5 separate regions of the Mus musculus genome follow, and regions 1, 3, 4 and 5 are each linked to region 2. The links are chromatin contacts, called in public promoter capture Hi-C maps. All regions are on one chromosome and are shown on one strand. The core of a region is the stretch at or near the end of the contact, and the rest is flanking DNA. Distances in the headings are between cores, read along the strand shown. Region 1 holds the start of Nufip1 (nuclear fragile X mental retardation protein interacting protein 1). Region 2 holds the start of Ccdc122 (coiled-coil domain containing 122). Region 3 overlaps Enox1 (ecto-NOX disulfide-thiol exchanger 1). Region 4 holds the start of Tsc22d1 (TSC22 domain family, member 1). Region 5 overlaps Enox1 (ecto-NOX disulfide-thiol exchanger 1).

Evidence for each region. Promoter capture Hi-C pulls out the DNA fragments that hold promoters and counts their contacts. Capture Hi-C pulls out chosen DNA fragments and counts their contacts.
Region 1: a promoter capture Hi-C map of liver shows a contact between it and region 2, with 10 times the contacts expected there. The contact joins the promoter of Nufip1 here to the promoter of Ccdc122 in region 2. A contact is called at or near these places in 7 of 39 promoter capture datasets (3T3-L1-derived adipocytes, the C10 cell line, the SN4741 cell line and 4 more), 4 of 484 Hi-C or Micro-C datasets (B cells, bone marrow-derived macrophages, microglia and 1 more), 21 of 115 datasets of contacts at active chromatin or transcription factors (bone marrow-derived macrophages, cardiomyocytes, craniofacial prominence and 16 more) and 3 of 9 other capture datasets (adipose tissue, liver and pancreatic islet).
Region 3: a promoter capture Hi-C map of hippocampal neurons shows a contact between it and region 2, with 2.3 times the contacts expected there. The contact joins the enhancer-like site here to the promoter of Ccdc122 in region 2. A contact is called at or near these places in 3 of 39 promoter capture datasets (the 3T3-L1 cell line, hippocampal neurons and stem cell-derived epiblast-like cells), 4 of 115 datasets of contacts at active chromatin or transcription factors (bone marrow-derived dendritic cells and embryonic stem cells) and 1 of 9 other capture datasets (embryonic stem cells).
Region 4: a contact with region 2 is called in a promoter capture Hi-C map of liver, with 7 times the contacts expected there. The contact joins the promoter of Tsc22d1 here to the promoter of Ccdc122 in region 2. A contact is called at or near these places in 2 of 39 promoter capture datasets (liver and pre-B cells), 1 of 484 Hi-C or Micro-C datasets (uterus), 14 of 115 datasets of contacts at active chromatin or transcription factors (bone marrow-derived dendritic cells, bone marrow-derived macrophages, cardiomyocytes and 10 more) and 5 of 9 other capture datasets (adipose tissue, embryonic stem cells, liver and 2 more).
Region 5: a promoter capture Hi-C map of hippocampal neurons shows a contact between it and region 2, with 4 times the contacts expected there. The contact joins the enhancer-like site here to the promoter of Ccdc122 in region 2. A contact is called at or near these places in 7 of 39 promoter capture datasets (the 3T3-L1 cell line, the C10 cell line, the HPC-7 cell line and 3 more), 1 of 115 datasets of contacts at active chromatin or transcription factors (embryonic stem cells) and 1 of 9 other capture datasets (embryonic stem cells).

What each region holds. Positions count from the first base shown.
Region 1 is chr14:76,109,454-76,112,153 of GRCm38.p6, reverse strand. Nufip1 (nuclear fragile X mental retardation protein interacting protein 1) reads right to left here and starts at 1,263. Exons shown (of 10, transcript NM_013745.5): 1 at 828-1,263; 2 at 157-230. The coding sequence starts at 1,221. Gpalpp1 (GPALPP motifs containing 1) reads left to right here and starts at 1,339. Exons shown (of 8, transcript NM_026177.3): 1 at 1,339-1,537. The coding sequence starts at 1,450.
Region 2 is chr14:77,035,414-77,038,113 of GRCm38.p6, reverse strand. Ccdc122 (coiled-coil domain containing 122) reads right to left here and starts at 1,342. Exons shown (of 6, transcript NM_175369.4): 1 at 1,143-1,342. Lacc1 (laccase domain containing 1) reads left to right here and starts at 1,497. Exons shown (of 8, transcript NM_172488.2): 1 at 1,497-1,617; 2 at 2,124-2,302.
Region 3 is chr14:77,573,270-77,575,969 of GRCm38.p6, reverse strand. The region is part of intron 7 of Enox1 (ecto-NOX disulfide-thiol exchanger 1); the gene reads right to left. Among named protein-coding and RNA genes, the nearest start is that of Gm52115, 22 kb to the left of the region's middle. Within about 2 kb of position 1,394, at least 20 of the 459 cell types and tissues checked have an H3K27ac peak or open chromatin away from gene starts, as enhancers often do. A contact at or near this core is called in hippocampal neurons, where this site is marked.
Region 4 is chr14:76,414,525-76,417,224 of GRCm38.p6, reverse strand. It overlaps Tsc22d1 (TSC22 domain family, member 1), which reads right to left and starts at 1,404. Exons shown (of 3, transcript NM_207652.3): 1 at 1-1,404. The coding sequence starts at 1,142.
Region 5 is chr14:77,641,269-77,643,968 of GRCm38.p6, reverse strand. The region is part of intron 14 of Enox1 (ecto-NOX disulfide-thiol exchanger 1); the gene reads right to left. Among named protein-coding and RNA genes, the nearest start is that of Gm52115, 46 kb to the right of the region's middle. Within about 2 kb of position 1,303, at least 2 of the 459 cell types and tissues checked have an H3K27ac peak or open chromatin away from gene starts, as enhancers often do. A contact at or near this core is called in hippocampal neurons, where this site is marked.

The DNA of each region.
Region 1 (2,700 bases), core at 14-2,513, 930 kb after region 2:
GTTTCAACATTTTACTTATAATTAAGTTCCTTAAACATACTACCCAAGTAAAGCTCTCCATGTCCACCACAGATGTGAAACACTGACAGTTACAACTTAATATATAGAGCAGTAACATTCAAGTTCAAAAGGCCACATTTATCATCTTGGAATTACCTTCGTTTTCTGTTTTCTGTTTTGAGGCAAATTGAATTTTGCATCATGTGATCGTGGAAAATAAGAATGTGTAACTAAAAAAGAAAAGAGGGTTTCATTTAAGATTGCAAAGGTACAATTGTTTATTGATCATTTTTTTCTTAGATTAAAAACAAAAACTGTGTAGGTAGCATGGAGTGCAGGTACTCTTGGAGGCCAGAAGAAAGCTATCGGCTCCTCTGAGGCTGGAGTTACAGGCAGTTGAGAGCCCAGTGTGGATGTTGAGAACCGAGCTTTGGTCCTCTGCAAGAGCAATAGAGTCTCATCGCCAACCCATTTCTCCACCTCCCCCCCAATCAATCCTTTTCTAATGCATACATACAATCATTACTTCCTAATACCTAGTTTTATCTCCTGTATCGCGTCTTCCTACACTGAGGGGATAGGAAGCTCTCAAAAGGTATGGATTTTTGTATGTTTTGTTTACTGCTATGCAAGTAGTCCCCAGTTTTATAGTTGGGTTAAATTAATAAAATTTTGGATGAGCAGGTGGCAGGAAACCTAGTGAGACACATTTTGAATACTCATTACCAGCCTCCAAAACTACAGCGCAAAGCTGAGAGATAAAAAGAGAAAGCTGGGAGAGGAAAGAAAGAGAAAGTAAAGTAGGGCCACTAGGAACTGCAGCTTACCCGGAGATTGGTAAGACGTGTGGTACGTGGAAAAACCATTAGGAGACAATCCCCAGTACCAAGGCGTGGAGGCTTGCAAATTCCAGGCCTGCTGGCCGCTGAACTGAGATTGAGCATCGGGCGGAGCCTGGGCATCGAAAGGAGGCTGCGCCGCGGGAAGAATCTGAGCATCGAACGGTGGAAGCGCTCCGGAGGGAGGCTGGGGCAGCACGTGAGGCTGTCCCTTCCGGCTCTGCTCCGAGCCCGCCACTGGGGACGACAGAGGAGGTGGTGGCGGCGGCAGCATGGCCCAGTACACCCAGTTGTCCCGCGGCGGCGCAGCTTCGCTCGGAGTCCCGGGCGCGGGAGTCAGATCCGGGGCCGAAGGCCACACGGCGGGTGCCGGTTCAGCCATGCCACCTAGCAAGCAGCGAGCCCAAAGTGCAACTGTGGAACTATCATTAAGCGTCACTTCCGTTACAGTAATCTGGCCAATGAGCCCATCGCGGGCTTACGTCATCAGACAAAGCCGGAAAAACCTTCGGGCCTTGCAGCAAATCCTGGTCTACACCGTCCAGCCTGGGTTTAGCTAAACTGCGTGTGCAGGTTGGCTTGGGCTTTGAGCGACTGTGCGTCGCAGCGAATGGCTAGGGACCTGATCGGGCCGGCACTGCCGCCAGGCTTCAAGGAGCACGCGACAGTTGAGGACGAGGAACGGGACCCGAGCCCGGGTAAGCAGCAGCGGGCGTCTGCACTCCCGGGAAGGACTGGCGACCACCGTGGAGTGGGCGCGGTCCGCCCTGGGGGAAAAGCTGGGCAACGCCTGAGTGTTTGGGACCCGATCATCGTTAAAATGACTATACAGTCCCAATTTGCTATTATTACGAATAGGACTGTGCTAACTGATCAATCTTCGTCCGGTCGTCTGTTTAACCCTTCCATCAACTGTATAAGAAAAGATGATGGATGGTGCATGTGTTACAAATGATGACAGCGGCTGATGAATCGGTGCCTAAGACACGCAGCTAGTCCGTGATGAAGCCCAAGTTAGAACCTAGTATCTCTATATCTTCAGATTTACAAGACTCTTGCCAAAGATCCTGTGCCTCTCTCCTCCCCGGCCTGACTTCCCGACCTCATTCTATCATTCCATCTTACACAGCAGCCCAGTGCCCACACAGTTCGAGTTTATGCTTTGACGATAGACTTTTGGGGGTGCTATGGTTGTACTTAAATGCCTGACAAAACGTCCTTCATATACCAGTTTAAGCGTCACCTTCCCGAGCATTGTCACGTCTTCCTCCGGGTTTTCCTCTCCCCAGTTACGCTAATATTTAACACATTCTGTTCAACTAATTTGTGGATATCTCAGTCTCCACCAATTCACTGTGTCTTGCAACCTTAACATGCATCTATGCCACATCAATACCTCGCACACTCTTTCATGCTTTTCCGGCTTTAGTGTTTGTTCCAGTTTGAAGGCCGGCGCTGACTCTACTTGGGAAAGAACAAAACTGACAGAATGTTGATCTGACTTTGTTTTTCTGGCTACCCAGAGACTATGTCTCCGGCAGATTCTTCCTTCCAGATCTTATTTCTAGTGCCGTTATTTTTAAAAATTCCCTTTATTCTTTGTTTTAGGAAGGAAATTTCTACCCAGTTAGGTTGAAGAAGTATGAGTGAATTCAATTTGGTAAATCCCCTGCAATTTCTTTACCTATTGTACAGGTAACAGACATTTGGGTAGATTCTGGTTTTGTTTTTGTTTTTAACTCTTACAAAGAGTGCCACTATGCACTGTGTATGTGTGTGCATGTGTATCTATCTGTCTGTCCGTCTATCTATCTCCTCTGTTATACACCCTCAGTTTCAGAATCCTACCAGTTTACCAAAG
Region 2 (2,700 bases), core at 93-2,592:
TTACTTGCATGGCTTGAGAAGGAGTTTGTTGTTTGTCTTCCAAAATGAATTATGCATGTGAATCATCTGCGAGATAAAAATAAAAAAGCAGAACAAAACAAGCCCAGGCCTGACTCCCATAGACTCTGAGTCAATCTGCAGCCGGGGTGTGGGGTACCTACTCTACTATTAAGTTCTACTTGTTCCCATGTGCAACCAGGATTGAGAGGCTCTGTAGTAGCCTGGGAAAGGGGAGAGAGTGTTAAGAAATGCAGCCCAGACAGACCAGATGCTGAAGGAAATGGTATGTAAATACATTATCACAACTTCCCTAACAACTTAGCTATTTTGAAAGTTTTGTTACTGCCAGTGCTGTTGCATGAATGAATCCTGAGCTCTCATCCTTGGACATGAAAACAAGAAAAAAAGCTTCTAAACTTGCTTTTAAAAAAAAAAATCCATTTTCCTTAACAGACAGCAAGTTTATGCCAAGGCATGCATGTCTGATCAGATCTGTGTTATCTATCCCTCAGGGTTCCTGGAAGTGTCCAGCGAGCATTCAATGTGTGCCCTCTGAAAGTGATCACACGGCCTGGAGTAGGTTCTATGTGGGCTGGTTACCTTGGCCGCTAGTCAAGTTGAGATGGGTGCACACTTAACAAGACTTCTAGACTCCCGGATCCCCTAGAGTCTTCTCATTCAGGAAACACTTGAGCACTTGGAGGAAGACCAAGGAAAATGAAGGCCCTCTCCTTCCTCCATTGCCAGTCCTCAGAAAATGCGCTTTCTCTTACCTTCTCATATATTTTGAAGAGTGGGTATTTTTCCATTTACAACAGTACTTGATTTTCAAATTGTTGTTTTTAAATAAATAACATTAAACCCTTGGGGGACAAAGGAGCCTTAATTTTTATCTTATTGCTACTGTAAGAATGAATGCATTCCGTCCTGTGAGGGGACACACTTGGGGGGGGGGGTAAGAGAAATCGACGTTGCCAACACAAGTGAACAGTCAAGGATGTTGGTCCCAAATGAAAGTACAGAATCAGCCGAAAGGGGGAAAAAATGAAAACTAACTAGAAACTTAAAAACTAAACAAAAAGTGAAAAGAAAAAAGAAAAAAAAAAGCCACTCCCCCACAAAAGTCACCAGAGTCCCCTTACTTGAGCCCGGATTGGAGGGCGCTAAGTGACAAGCTGGCCACACTGCTGGGTCAGCAGATCCTTCTGGAGTCGCCACGGCCCGCGGGGAGAGGGGACGCTTCTTCCCTTCCCTTCCGGGCGCCTCACGGGACGCGCTCGCCCGCGGCTCTCCGGGCCCCCGCGCCTCAGCGCCCGGGCCTCAGGCGGCCTCCACGGTGACTGCGGGCGCTGACCCGGAACTGCTGAGCGGCGCGGGAATCCCCCGCAAGGGGCTCGGCCTTGCGTCTCCAGGGCGCCACCTCGCGGCCGTGGCGGGAACACCCAAACCCGGGCGCACGCCCGCGGGAGCCCGAGGCCGCCGGGAGGCCCGGGGACGCGGTGAGGCGGGCGGACCGGCCGGCCGGTGACTTTGGGAGCCACTGGGGTTCGAGCGCCGAGCCTGCAGCTCACGCCCCAGCTCGCGGCCGCCGAGGAGAGCGCGGGAAGCAGCCCTGCGGTGAGTCCCGGGCGGAGGGGAGGTCGGCGCGGCGACGGGACGGACGGACGCACACCGTGCAGTCCAGGCTCCTCCGAGGTCGCCTGCACGGCTGGCGGAAAGAATGAATGAAGGCGCCAGTGCCCTACGGGGCGGGCGGAGGTTGGGGTGGGCGTCGGGGTGAAGGCTCAGCAATGGTAGGTGTCAGAATTGGGGGTCACAGGGTCGGCAGAGGGGAGCTCCAGCCTGGACAGGGAGTTCAGAGAATCTGCAAGTGGTCAGAAATCGACCCTGATCCAAGTTGCAGTGGCTTTTGGGATTATCCCAAGTGCGGAGGACTGTGTAAACCTGGGGGGAAAGCCCAGCCTGTGGGCTAGCTTTTACCTTTAAAAAATGAGTGTGTTTGTTTGTTTGCTTGCTTATGGTGACAGACACCTTTACTCTTCTCTCTCTCTCTCTCTCTCTCTCTCTCTCTCTCTCTCTCTCTCTCTTTCTTTCTTTCTGGTGACATACACCTTTAATCCCAGCACTTGGGAGGCAGAGGCAGAGGCAAGCAGGTGTCTGAGGTCGAAGCCAGCCTGGTCTACATAGCTAGTTCCAGGACTGCTGGGGCTGTTAGACAGAGAAGCTCTGCCTCGAATCCCTGTCCCAACCGCAACCCCAAAGAAGATTGGCTGCTGATACTGCTCAACTTAATATCCTAAAGGTGAGACCTCAGTATTTCATGAGATGTGATCTAATCTTATAGACATGATGGGGATAATGACATAACAGATTTACATCCTATAATTAAAAAGACTTGATCTCAGACAACAAGTAATTTTGTACTTAAAATCTGCTATAAGGAAAACAAAGCATAATTTCTATTCTATAAAAATGTACCCAGCTGTTCACAAAATAAAAGATGGCTCTGCCCTTAATTGTCAGGATGAATGGTGCACTGGCTTTTCTGCTCTGCACACTACATTTATTTTGGTTACTTTTTGTATTGATGCAATTTACTTCCTATTTTTATTTTTATATTTATTTATTTATTTTTGTTCACCACAAATTTCGGTTGTATCTATAAGAAGATCGAATTTATTGTTATTTGTGATCACTTTT
Region 3 (2,700 bases), core at 145-2,644, 540 kb before region 2:
GCTGTGCTGAGTGGTTAGACAAGTCCAACAGCAGAAGATGGAGTTTATGAAGAAGCCTGAATATATGGAAGGCCACAGGAGTCTTCTAGCTACTGTAGGCATGTCCATTTCTTTGTGAGCAGAACAGCCTAAGCCCTGTGACTCTGGTCTATATCCCAGTGTCCTAGCCTGGCCATATGGACTGTTTGTAAAGCCAGGCCTGAGAGCAAAAGCTAAGTAAACACTTTCTTAGAAAGCTGTCAGGCATGCATTCTAGGAAGTTCCTTTGTGACCCTGGCTCTCAGTTTCCTAAACTGTGACACGGCTGGTTTGACTCTTGTTCCTTGGAACAACAAGAGCATTCCAGGACTCCAGAAAACTGTGACACCAGGACTCAGAACAGTGATACTGAAAAGACACAGACGTTTAGATCAGACAGGACGAGAACCCAAAATGGTTATCCATAAATTCCTCATAAGATATCATTGTGTCATGACATCTCATAGATAGACAGAGAAATCGACTTTTAAATCACTTAAGTAGAATATCCTACATCATAAAACAGACAAACGACAGAGTTGGGAAGAGGACTGGGCCTGGTTCCATATTTAAAAGTGTATAAATATGATGATTTCGATGTTCTCTCTTAAAATGACCCAACGTGATTCATTGCTATTATTAGTTACTTTTCTATTGCTGTTATTAAACACCATGATCAAAAGCAACGTGGGGAGAAAACGGTTTATTTTATCTTACAGCTTCTAGTGCACAAGAGAGGGAAATCAGGCAAGAACTCAAAGCAGGAATCTGGAGGCAGGAACCAATGCAGAGATCTGGAGGTCTCTGCTTAATGGCTTGCTCCTATTTTGATGGATGCTGCACATTCACTAAGGGTCTCTTCTGGCTTCTCTAGGTGCCTCAGCTCTTCTTCATGAGCCCCTTCACACCTTCAAAACGAGGACCACTGGGAAAACTTTACTAAGTTTGGCTGCCTGTGCAAGGTAGAGCCTTAGCCTTTGGTCATTGAATACAGGAGAGTAGGTCTAAAAATGTACCTGTAAAACACACACACACACACACACACACACACACACACACACACTTCTGCTGTAGATGACAATCATCAAGAAGAGACAGGGCAGAAAGGGTCTCAATGTCAGTCACTGAAATCACTGCTTCCACAGGTGAGTGCACTAGCCAATAGGGAGGGAGAGGAGGGAGGGGGAGGGGTGCTGGCCTGCCTGTGCTCTTTGTTTAATCTCATCCCTTAAGCAGGCTTCCTCTGTTTATCTGTTTCTCTCCTGGCCTGGCCCTCACTATTGTTTGCCAACTGGGGATGATTTAAGGCTGGAGGCTCTCAGGACTGCAAGCCCTGAAACTCTAGCTCCATGTATTATAATAAACAGATGTTTCCCACAAATGAGATGGGAGCCTGGTGCTGGCGCTTGCCTTCAGTTTGAACAGAACAGACGTCTATCTGCTTTCTATCTCGAGGCCAAATAGATAAAATACTCAGAAATGGAGACAAAAGACAGTGTATTCCAGAGCAGAATGTTTAGTATGTAACAGGAGTTACTTTGCCATTTCTGAGGCATCAAGAGGAAGAGACTATGAGGTTTAATGAGATCTGCATGGTGAGTGCAGAGGCTTGGAGGGGCTTAGAAAGGAATTAACACTTAAATTATGCAGGACCTCAAAGGATCTGAGATTCAGTGTATGAGTGGGAAAGGAGGAAAGGATTAGTCAGTCTTTCTTTCTCTCCTTCCTTCTTTCTTTCTTCCCTTCTTTCTTTCTAAAGAAAACATTTATAAGAATATCTGTGTCTTAGGGTTTCCATTGCTATGAAGAGACACCATAACTAAGGCAACTCTTTATAAAGGACATCTAATTAGGGCTGGTTTACAAGTTCAGAGGTTCAGTACTTTATCATCAAGGTGGGAAACATGGCAGCGTCCAGGCAGGTATGTTGCTGGAGAACAAGCTAAGAGTTCTGCATCTTGATTTGAAGGCAACCAGGAGAGACTGTTTTCCAGGGAAACAGGAGGAGGGTCTCAAAGCCCACTTCAAGAGTGACACACTTCCTCCAACAAGTCCATACCTACTCCAACAAGACTACACCTCCTAATAGTGCCACTCCCTGGTCCAAGCATATTCAAAACACCACATTCCACTCCCTGGCCCCATAGGCTTGCTCAAACCTATGAGTCTATGGTGGCCATATCTAGCCATAGCATAATGCAGAATACATTTAGTGCAACTTTAAAAATCCCCATAGCTGGGCTGGTGAGATGGCTCAGTGGGTAAGAGCACCCTACTGTTCTCCCGAAGGTCCGGAGTTCAAATCCCAGCAACCACATGGTGGCTTACAACCATCTGTAACAAGATCTGACTCCCTCTTCTGGACAGCTACAGTGTACTTACATATAATAAATAAATAAATCTTTAAAAAAAAAAAATCCCCATAGTTTATACCAGTCTCAACAACATTAAACGTCCAAAGTTCAAAGTTTCCTCTGTGATTCACATATTTTCTAAACTGCAATCCCCTCTAAACTTGAAATAATAAAACAGATCATATACTTTCAACCTCATAGGGTATATACTACCAGTCTAAAATGTCCTAGTGAGGAAATACAGGACAATACTGGAAATTTTATCTATTGGCAAGACCAAAAACCAGCTGGGCAAACTCTAAACCCTGCGCCTCCATGTCTGATATCT
Region 4 (2,700 bases), core at 155-2,654, 620 kb after region 2:
ACACTGTTAGCAACAGGAGAGGAAGAAACGGTACCATTGCCCATGCCACTCAAGATACTCGAATTAACAACACTGGTAACTCCAGGCCCACCACTTATGCTAGCAGCATTAGGGATATTGCTTGTATTTATATTAGCATTACCATGCACGCTGTTCGTCACACTGGGACTGAAACTACCCACAGCAGCAATGTTAACATTATTCGTAGCGCTCGTGCCAGTAACCGAATTTATACCTAGGCTTCCTGTAGTACTTGGAGTACGGATGTTCGTCATCACTGATGCTGGTAAGCCACTCGATGGTACTGCAGGAGGAGGTGCGACTGGCACACCACCATCAGAACTTCCAGTTGTAGAGAGTTTCCTGGACACTGGGCTCGAGGGTGGCCCTCCGGGAATGGATGGACCGGCCACAGCAGCATGTGATGAATGATGGTGCCCATGGTGAAGGTGGTGCCCATGATGAGGGTGATGGTGATGATGGAGGTGGTGGGGATGGGCATTCCCATTGATCACAACGTTCTGTTGTGGAAGGTGAGGCAAATGAGGCTGAGGAAGGTGGGGCTGGTTAGGAGAGACTGCCCCAGGTGTCTCAGCTTCCTGGAAGTTATTCAGAGTCTCCTCTGAGGAGCTTCGTTCAGGCTCACCTAAGTCAGTGGCCCTGGAAAGGGAGACGTCGAGGATCTCGGAAGAGGAGAGATCTTCCGTGTGCGACTCATCCAGATCGTCGTAGCTCTCGGTGTCCTCCGCGATGCTGTTGTTGGAGCTGATGCTGGCAGAGATCTGAGCCGGAGTAACGCTAGTTATCTGGAAGCCACTTTTCTTTTTCATCTGAGTTCCGCCTGGCGCAAGAGGCTGTCCCTGCAGCTGAGCCTGCGAGAGGAGGTTCAGGCTTTGTGGAGGCGGAGGCTGGGGTCCCTGCGTGGAAGATGCAGCAGGAGGCGGCGGCTGGAGCAGCGAAGGAGGAGGAAAATCTTCAGAAGATGGAGCAGCACCACTGACGCCCGTACCTGCTGCATTGAGAGCAGAGGCGCTGCCACCACCGCTGCCCCTTCGAGGGAACATTGCCGGGTGCGCCATCTTCCTAGCACTAATGTCTGCAGCAGCGGCCGCCGCGGCGGTGGACTCCGGCGGCTGGTGCATTGTGCTGGGTACCGGGGGGCGGAGGAGGCAAGTGCAATTTCCTTCTGCACCGTAATCTTTGTATGGAGAAGCCGGAGAGACGAACAGGACCTGAAGCTCCGCCCGACGCGATCCCTCCTCCTCCTCCTCCTCTGCCGAAGGCGCCGGCTGCTCGTGCCTTCGAGGGCTAACTTCGGGAAGGGAGGATGAACCGGGTGAACCAGGTGGCTGGGGAACCGAAGGGGGACCCCTTCAGTCCTTCGCCATTCACTTCCCCCTCCAGTCACACACCCCCCTTTATATTCCGCTTCACGTGGGGTGCGGGGCGGGAGGGAGGGGAGCCCAGGAGGGGGCGGGGGAGGCGAGGAGAAGCGAGAAATGCCCACCTTCTTTGGCCAACTCCGGAGCCAGCTCAACCCCCTCCTCCCGCGGCGACGGCCGCTGCAAAAGCCCCTCCGCTCGTCCTGCACCGAGGCAGCGCGGAGCGAGCGGTCGCCCCGGCCCTCGCCACCCCCGGCGCCGCGGCCGCCGGCGAGCCCTGAGCTCAGCGTCGCTCCAACCTCCCCTGCCGGCGCGGCCGGCCCCGCTCGGGCCTCCCCCCACGGCCCGCGGCCCCTCTCAAACCCCCTGGGCTCGCGACGGCTGCTCCGGGAGGAAAGGCTGGCCGCGGCTGGGGCCCGGGCGGCGCGGCTGCGAGCGGGGCGGTGGCGGGGCGCCCGGTACGGTGAGCCCAGCAACGAGGCGCGGGCGGGCGCGCAGAGACGCCGGATCCTCGCGGAGCGCGGCCGGGGCGCGGCGGCGGCGGCGGTGGCGGCAGCAGCAGCGGGAGCCCAGGGACCGCTCCATCACTGGCAGCCATGGAGCCCGAGCATTTTCCTCCCTCGGGGCAGGCGCTCGGCTCGCCACACGTCCTCGGAGAGGAAGGGCGCCGGCGCCCGGGCTGCTCCGGCGGGCGGCGGGACGTGCGCGGGAGCGGAGGGGCGAGCTCGCGTCCTCTTCTCGGCCCGCCGGCTGGTTCGGCACCGAGCTGCTCCCGCGACCGGGAGGGAGGGAGAGAGGGAGGGAGGGGGCCGCGGGCGGCGGTGGCTCCTTTTCGCGGCGGTGGCGGCCAGACGGGGCTGGTGCAGCGGCTGCAGCCGACGCCGTTCAAAGAAATGAGAGGTGGGGTTGGTCGGTGGCGGCGCGGGGCGGGGGAGTGGGAGGGCGTCGGGCGAGGAGGGGGCTGTGATGGTTGTTACTAGTGCTCTTCTCGGGCTGCTCCGTATCCCCTGGTCTCTCGCGGCATCAAGAGAGGAGGGACCAGCGCCCCAGCGCGAGAGGAGGAGGGTCGAGCTCTGACCGAGGAGAAGGAGGAGGAGGAGGTGGCAGGGGGGAGGGGTCGTGGAGGAGAGGAGGGAAGATGGCGTCTGCGCGTGCGCGCCGGCGCTGCAGACATAAAGCCGGGTCTGACCAGGGGAGGTGGCCTGTCTTCGGTCCGCGCCGAGCTCTCGGCTCCGTCTCCCACGGAAATTACCGAAGGCCGGCGGAGTCGCCGACGCCGGAGGGCGGTGGGGGGTGGGGCACTCGGGCGCGCGAGCGA
Region 5 (2,700 bases), core at 54-2,553, 610 kb before region 2:
GAAAACACAGTTCAAAGTTGATGGGACCCTTGTGCCGAAGACACTGCACAACCTGGATGCAAGATACAGAGAAATCATGGTGAAGCTGAGCTTGTTCCCTGCCGGTTGATGTTTATTGTGCCAGGTGGTGCTGCGCAGGCGGCTGCTGGTTGTGAGGTAGTGTGACAATTACCCATGTGACAATTCTATGAGTTATAATACCCACCTGCCAGGCCAGGCACGATGTAACCATTGGTACGATGATGGCAAAACTCTTTGAGGAGTAACCAATAACTCCCTGATTGGATTTGAGGCCCACCCACTCCATAAAAAGTGATTTATGTCTAATACTACAAACCCAGTCTAGAATTTGTCACAAGAGGTCTTAGCTCCTAGGAGTGAACCTAAAACTTCTGGTTAGCTGAATTGACTCAGCATCAAAACACCTTCTCAATATATTTATATCCACAGACAGAGGCTACAGTCAGAGAAGTTTCACCATATAACAAACTGGTTAATATAGACTCGTGGTTACACAGATGCTGAGACTAAAGGACAGCTGAGGGCTCAGATATACGTAAGACATTTAGAGAACCCCCATTAGAACTCAGGGAACACTGCAGAAGAAGTAACAGAAAAATAATACAGGCATCAGAAGGCAGGGAAGAGGGCTGTGTAATTCCGTGTCCCAAGCTTGACAGAGGCCTTGCAATCACGAGCGCAGAGCAATTGTGCCCGCATCAGTCTGCCCACACAGCAGTTGGTTATAGATGGAGAGGGGGGTGCATGGGGCTCTACCAGTTATGCTGATCGATTGGCAGTGGACAGATTCTGGGCGTAGGGGGAGGCATAGGAACTAGTTCTATATCCACTGGTCGTCCTGCCAGGTTTGATTAGTTCTAAACTCGGGATCAGACAGATCGCCACAGTTAAACTCTTTGGGGGATACAAATCATACAAAATTGTTAAATAGAAATGATAAACATCTAATTTTTAAAGATTATGTTTAAGAATATGGTATTTTGGGCAATGCTTATGAATGAAAATAAAAGTACTATTTAAGTTTAAGTATGGATGAGCCGTAACCAGACAGACCCTCCATTTACGACAGTGGCTAACAGTGACTGGTTAAACTGACTTTCCCTGACAGACCACGACATGGGACACGTGGAATACTCCTGCAGTCTTGCAGGAATTCATCAGGCTCAAGGTCCTTTGGAAAACACAGTGGCTGTGTTTTCAGAAGGATGCTTTCTGTGCGTCTCAGTCATAGGCAGCTCTCCATGTGCAGATGAAGAGATACATCTACACAGAAGGCCTGCAAATGAATATTCATAACAAATTTGTGCATGTTTACCCCCAAAGTGCAAACAACATTAGACGTCTGTGAGCTAGTGGCTAGAGAAACGATCTGCAGCTTTTCCTTACAATTGAATTCTACTCGATAGACTGGAAAGGGAACAGAGCACACAGTGGCAACACAGAGGGACCTTCAATGCATGCTAAGCAAAGGCAGCAAGCCTAAACAGGCTGCAGACAGCAAGTCCTAGAAATGGCAAGCTGTGAGGGTAGATTTCAGGTCGGTGGATCCAGGAAGCGGGGTGGCATGAACAGGGGGCTGAGGGTGTGGCCATGGAAATGACTGACAGATTGATTTCTATAGTGGTCTCACGTGACTTAATTTAGCATTTGTCAGAATTCATAGAACTAAATACATCTAAAGAACAAATTTTACTTTATTAGATCTAATAAAACCACTCTGTGGTGGTTTGAGTATGCTTGGCCCACAGGGGGTATGTTAGGAGGTACTGTTAGGAGGCGTGGCCTTGTTAGAGGAAGCAAGTTGCTGTGGGGGTGGGCTTTCGAGGTCCCCTCCTATGCTCAGGCTCTGCCCATTGCACAAGAGAGCTTCCTCCTCCTCAATGCCAGGATGCCTGCCTTTCCTGGTTGCCTTGGAAGATGCAGAACTCTCAGGTCCTTCCTGGTACCATCTCTGCCTGTAGGCTGCCATGCTTCCTGCTATCATGGTAATGGACTAAACCTCTGAAACTGTAAGGCAGCCCCAATTAAAGGTTTGTCTTTATGAGGGTTGCCTTGGTCATGGTGTCTCTTCAGAGCAACAGAAACCCTAAATAAGACATGCTCAGTGTAGGGATCTGAAGATGAACAGAGCTTAAAATGTTTATATTCTTTGTTTGTATGCCTAAAGATACAAATGAACATAAAAAATGACCCTAACTTCCTTAGCCTCCCAGCAGAGAGAAGAGGCTAACTTAATTGCTGTCGTATGGCTTGGTAAAGGTGATCGTGTTACCATGGCTACAAGCTGTTATTTCCTCTTGTATGAAACGTCTAATATTGTTAAATTATGACTCATGTGTAGTGTAGGGTCAAACTTAGAAACAAATACCAGGACAAAGTCACCCTAAGGCTCCTCATTTTTAAGACCTCTGCTCGGTACTGTTGTTTTTTGTTTTTCCATAAACACGTAAGAAACAGAGCAATGCTCATGAGCGTACTGGCAAGGGAATAGAAGAGGAAACAAACCAGAAACTTCTGGCTAACGCTGAAGGCAATTCTAAAAATCATCCGCTACTTCTAAGGCCATTTAAGGTTCTTTTTTATGGTGTGTGTGTGTGTGGCAATACCCACAAATGTAAATGAATTACAGAAATGATCATATAACAGTTGTTCTGGTTTGATCTTGTATGTCCTCAAATT